2 separate regions of the Sus scrofa genome follow, and region 1 is linked to region 2. A link is a contact called in public promoter capture Hi-C data. All regions are on one chromosome and are shown on one strand. Each heading gives the region's core, a stretch centred on a gene start, on an enhancer-like site or on the middle of the called end of the contact. The rest is flanking DNA. Distances are from core to core; before and after follow the strand shown.

Region 1 (2,753 bases), core at 118-2,617, 340 kb after region 2:
AAAAACAAGACCTGGGGCACATGGATGGGTTTTGAGTAGGGTGATGGTAGGTTTGGGGCCAAAGCTTGAGAAAACTAATTTCTTTTCTTTTTTGTCGACACCCATGGCATGTGGAAGTTTCCCAACCAGGGATGGAACCTGAGCTGCAGCCGTCACCTATGTCACAGCTGTGGCAATGCCAGATCTTTAATCTGCTGCTCCACACCAGGAACTTTGAAAAAACTAATTTTGTCCTTACTTGTGTTATAAATTAGCACAGGGGGCAATTAAAGTTAAAAAGAGACTTGTTGGGAGGCCACTTGTAATAGACCAGGGTTTCTCAGCCTCAGCATTATTAACATTTCAGGTTGGATAATTATTTGTTGGGGGTGGAGTGTTGTCTTTTGCATTGTGGCTGTTCAGCAGCATCTCTGGCTTTTACTCATGAGATGCTATAGCATCAACCCTCCTCCCCCAAAGTGTTTCTTGGGGAGGCAAAATCCACCCCAAGTAGCAGACCATTGTAATAGACCATAAGAGAAATAAAACGGGTAAATGTAACACCTAAGAGGAGTAAAATCTAAAAGCTTTTAGACTCCAAGTGTTTGGATTGAAATGTGAGTGAGAAAGAGGATTGAAAGATCAAATGGAACCACAGAAAAGGCCCTAGAGACCATGTAGTCTAACATGCTTATAATTGCTTGTAAGGTTGTGAACTCTTTCTGAGAGAGTTCGGTAAAACCTATAATAATGACAAAAATTATCCTGTTCGTAGCAATTCCATTCCTGGGAATTTATAATAAATGATTCAAATGAACACAAGTCATCTTTATGTATAAAGCAACAATAGTTTCATGGAGACAGTGACGATGTTCTCAGCAATTGCACTCTCATGCCTACCACAGTGCCCACATATAATAAGGCTCAGATATAATAATAAGTCGACATAAAGTTCAGAGGAGAAGAGATTCTGGGGATAGAAGTTGTAGTTAATGAAACAAAATTCCAGAGGGAGTGGGAAAGGCAGATATCAAGAACAAGAGTAGAAAAGCCCATACCTTCTTTTTTGTGGTGGGAGCACAATGACTTAAAATTTGTGATGCAGCTGGGGAACATGCTATTCAGAAACGAGGAAGACCCGGGGAACACTGCAAAGTGCAGATACTAGAACGAAAGAGGAGTGAAGCAGCCAACTTTTTTCTCCTGGAGTCCCTGGCAACTTGATTTTTAAACTGCCCACAAAACAGAGACACCAGGTTAATCACGCAAGGACTCAGGTGCTCTAGCTGGGGAAGCCAGGCATTTAATTAAGTTAACATTTTCTAACCCGGCGCGCGGGAGGCGCCAGGGGGAAGAATGGTGGGCGTGGACAACCCAGTGCGGCTGGAGGCCCGCCCCCTTCCCAGAGTACACGGCGGCCGCGGCCTGCAAGAGCCGGTTTGTCGCTGTCTGCTCCGGAGAGGGTCGGACCATGGACGGGCTCCGGGCTAGCGCAGGGCTGCTGAGGCGCGGGCGGCTGAGGCGCCGGCGCCAGCCTCAGCCACACAGCGGGTCGGTCCTGGCCCTGCCCCTGAGGCCCAGGAAGATCCGAAGGCAGCTGCGGAGAAGTGTCGCGTCCCGCATGGCCGCGCTGAGGGCCCAGACGCTGCCAAGCGAGGACTCGGAGGACTCGAGGGTGGAGTCGACGGTCGACGGTCCCGTGGACCCGCTGGCTGGCGGGGTGGTGGGCCTTCCGGATGCCGCCCGGCGGGAGCCATATGGCCACCTCGGGCCCGCGGAGCTGCTGGAGGCCTCACCCGCGTCCCGCTCCCTGCAGACTCCTCGAGCCCTGGTGGAGTCGCAGACCCCGGCAGCGCGCTTGGTGGAGGCGCAGACGCCGCCGGCGCGGCTGATGGAGGGGCCCGCCCTGCCCGCGCGCCTAGTGCCGGGTTCGGCGCCGCCCGCGCGCCTGGTGGAGGTGGCCGCTGCGCCGGCCCGCGGGGTGGAGAACTCTACCCTGTTGTGCTCTGCCCAGCACTTGGCGGGCGCCCCGCCGTCCATGGCTCCTGCGACGCTGTCGGGGCCTCAGGGGGAAAGCATGAACGGGGAGCTGCCCTGGGACTCTCCTCTGCAGCGCGTCTTGGCCGAGCTGAACCGCATCCCCAGCAGCCGGCGGCGGGCGGCGCGCCTCTTTGAATGGCTCATCTCGCCCATGCCGCCAGACCACTTCTACCGGCGCCTGTGGGAGCGTGAGGCGGTGCTGGTGCGGCGGCAGGACCACACCTACTACCAGGGTCTCTTCTCTACCGCAGACCTGGACTCCATGCTGCGGAACGAGGAGGTCCAGTTCGGGCAGCACCTGGACGCCGCGCGCTACATCAACGGGCGGCGCGAGACTCTGAACCCTCCCGGCCGCGCCCTGCCCGCCGCCGCGTGGTCCCTGTACCAGGCCGGCTGCTCCCTGCGCCTCCTCTGTCCGCAGGCTTTCTCCACCACCGTGTGGCAGTTTTTGGCTGTGCTTCAAGAGCAGTTTGGAAGCATGGCAGGCTCCAACGTTTACCTCACGCCCCCCAACTCGCAGGGCTTTGCCCCCCACTACGACGACATTGAGGCTTTCGTGCTGCAGCTGGAAGGTAGGAAACTCTGGCGGGTCTACCGACCGCGGGTCCCGACTGAGGAACTAGCCCTGACATCCAGTCCCAACTTCAGCCAGGACGACCTCGGTGAGCCGGTGCTGCAGACGGTGCTGGAACCTGGAGATTTGCTTTATTTTCCCCGAGGCTTCATTCACCAAG
Region 2 (3,031 bases), core at 298-2,797:
CCTGTGGCACATGGAGGCCGCCGGCCTACTCCACAGCCACAGCAACTCGGAATCCGAGCCTCGTCTTTGACCTACACCACAGCTCGTGGCAACGAAGGATCCTTAACCCACTGAGCAAGGCCAGGGATCAAACCTGCAAACTCATGGTTCCTAGTTGGATTCATTAACCACTGAGCCACAACAGGAACTCCCATCCAAGAACATCTTTGCACAAAATTTTTGTATTAGGGTTGTTTCTAAGAATAGTTATCTAGCATTTTTAGACTTTCTATTCACATTCTAGATTGCATTCAAAGAGATTGAACTAGTTCACAAATAAATGGATTTTAGCTTATGCTTGAAATGTTTTGAGCTGTTTTGTGTGCTAGTCATTGTTTTCAGCACTTGCAGGCAAACAAACAGGCAAAAATTCCTATCCTTGTGAAGTTTAGGGAAGGAAGGGGTAGATGAGGACTTAAAAAAATATTTTGGGGAGGGTATCAACCTTTTTATTTTCCCAACTTTCCCTGTGAATGGAAAAACTTACTACTGCTACTTGTGTTCTTCAATATGAAGTTGTATGTAAAACCTATTTAAGTCCAATCATGTATTTGAAGGGGGCAGGAATAAGAGGGGGTTTGGGAATTGATGCTCTAGGAATAAGGAAGGTTATCTTGGGGGAAGAATTTAAAAGAAAGAATCTCATTGGCCATGTTTTTGATTTCACTTTCAATTTTCTGATTACCTGTGAATTTGAACATTTCTCCTTTGTTCATAGTTGGTTTTACGTGATAGTATTCACTGTTCACTTTTAGCTTTCAGATGAGTATGTGTGTGATATGCTGCTTAAGGAGTTATTAATACTCTTTTTATAGTCATTTGAATGGATAGCTGGCAGATGTAAAAATCAACCCTCTTTGAGCAATTCACTGTGTACCAGATACTCTGTTAGGGTTTGAGATTACAAAAATAAGAGAATTTATGCTGTCTGAAAGCTTACCATCTGGGAAAACTGGTGCCTAAACTTGGAGCCCAAGATCCCAGACAATGTTTCTTTAAAATGCAGTTTCTCACACACCAAAACTTTGGATTTGTTAGGGAGGGGTGGAGGGCACAGGTGTTTACAATTTAAATTAGCATCCTTTGATTGTGGTGCTGCTGATTGTCACTGAGAAACACCGTACAAATAGGTACTACAGAGAAAGGAAACATTAGATTTAAGATGCCATCACTTGTAGGCTTGGAGAAGCACGCACTGGGTCCACTGTACATAGATTTTGATCCTCAGCTCAAAGAGTCGTTTCAGAGTCCTGATAACCTCATACCGGCAAAGGCACTCTGTCAGAGGTCCCTCAGGTCGGAAGGCAAACTGGAGCGCAGTCTTCTCAAATCCAGCTCACCACTGGAAGCCCCACCTCCTTCCTCTGGGCCCCGCCCCCGCCAGTGGTCCCTTCAGGCTCCACCCCTCGGCGGGCTGGCCCCCAACGACGCCAGAGCCGGAAGTGACGACACCAGCGAAGCCTTTTGGGCGGGGCCTGGACTGGCTGCTCCAAAGGCTGGGATTTCACATCGGAAACAAAACAGCGGCTGCTGGGGAAGGGACCTGGGCTGCGAGAGGTGGCGGCTGCGACGAGAAAGAGTAAGTGCGCGCTGGGGAGGTGGGGAGAGGAACGCGCCCCTCATCGAGTGCCGATAGGGGCGGACGCGGGCAGGGCCCGGCCTTTTGTCGCCGCCCGGGCCGCTGAGCCGGTGTCCTCGAGGATGAAGAGCGGGGCGCGGCCGGGCAGGGACCCAGGAACCCTGTGTGGGGAACGAGAAGGGGCGGCCCGTTTCCGTGATCGGTTGAAGAGAGATTCTCCTTCTAACCCTTGGTCCGGAAGTGCTGGTTTCCCGAAGACCTCTCAGGGCGCAGGTGCCTTGGGCTGGGATTGAACGTTTTGCCTGGAGTGTAGCGGGAGAAAGAGGAAGCGCCTTGCGCTAGACCTGGTTGAGCAACTGGTGAAACTCCGCGCCTCATGCCCTGAGTGTGTTCTCGTCCAGGAGCAGCGAGTGGCATTCAGGGCTAGGGCTAAGTTCCCTCTGTCTCAGTTCGGGGCGGAAAACAGGCTCGGATGCTTTTGCCTTGGTCGAGACTGTCAGGAGGCATGTATGTCCAGTGCTTTTCATGGATTATAGATACTTGGCGTTGTCATACCGCTCAGATTCCTTTTAAATATTTGTTTCTCTTGTAGGAAAGTAACTTTATATTTTTAAAAGCATTGCTCACCCACTTTGGACAAGATGAATAAAGTGTTCAAGGTTTATTATGGGAGATAAGGATAGTATGCGAATGACTGTATTGGCAGAGCACATTGTAAGTCATAATATTCTCTGAAGTTTGAGGCACGTAAAGATTACATTTAGTTAAGGACATCTTGTTATTTGAGTTATCTTTTTCAGTGGAAAGGTTTTCACCCTCGGAGTTGAAGTGAGGAGGGCATTATATCAGAGTGTACTACGCACAGGGGCCCTCTGGATCCTAAGGATCCAGTGACCCAGTCGGCACATTAAATAGCTGTTATGAAGGAGGATTAAACGGGAAAGTATATTGGAGCCTGTTGCATTTGGCTGATTTCTGTCACCTGCAAAAGCCAATTTCAGTTCTCCTTAACTCACCTGGCAGTTCAGCCAATTTAAGCCCCCTCCCACCTCCATTTAATAGCAAGCCCTTAACACTGAAAAAGAAGCCTATTTATTGAGTGCATGGATTCCTTCACCTTTACCCTTCCCCAAAATAGTATTTTTCCATTCCTCTACTTCTGGTGCTTGAGTAGGTATGTACCATTATTTTGGGTACACTTTCCTTTGAATGGATGTGATCTCTTGCTGAATTTCAAGTTAATGGCTGCCCCAGTCCTTGACTGCTGCATGAATTTCCATTTGGGGAGAACTGGAGGATTGGAATTGGTCTCTGAAAATCACTCTAGCAGGAAAGATATAATATTTGTCTGTCACCAAGGTCCGTGAGGTCTGCTTCCTTTCAGATCCAGTTCCCTCTCCCACCACTGTTAAA

The links. Promoter capture Hi-C pulls out the DNA fragments that hold promoters and counts their contacts.
Region 1: a promoter capture Hi-C map of liver shows a contact between it and region 2, with 3 times the contacts expected there. The contact joins the promoter of RIOX1 here to the promoter of PSEN1 in region 2. A contact is called at or near these places in 2 of 5 promoter capture datasets (fetal liver and liver) and 1 of 2 datasets of contacts at active chromatin or transcription factors (skeletal muscle).

The regions. Positions count from the first base shown.
Region 1 is chr7:96,821,706-96,824,458 of Sscrofa11.1, forward strand. RIOX1 (bifunctional lysine-specific demethylase and histidyl-hydroxylase NO66) reads left to right here and starts at 1,368. Exons shown (of 3, transcript XM_021099492.1): 1 at 1,368-2,753. The coding sequence starts at 1,451. The region is part of intron 15 of HEATR4 (HEAT repeat-containing protein 4); the gene reads right to left.
Region 2 is chr7:96,476,710-96,479,740 of Sscrofa11.1, forward strand. It overlaps PSEN1 (presenilin 1), which reads left to right and starts at 1,548. Exons shown (of 12, transcript NM_001078667.1): 1 at 1,548-1,618.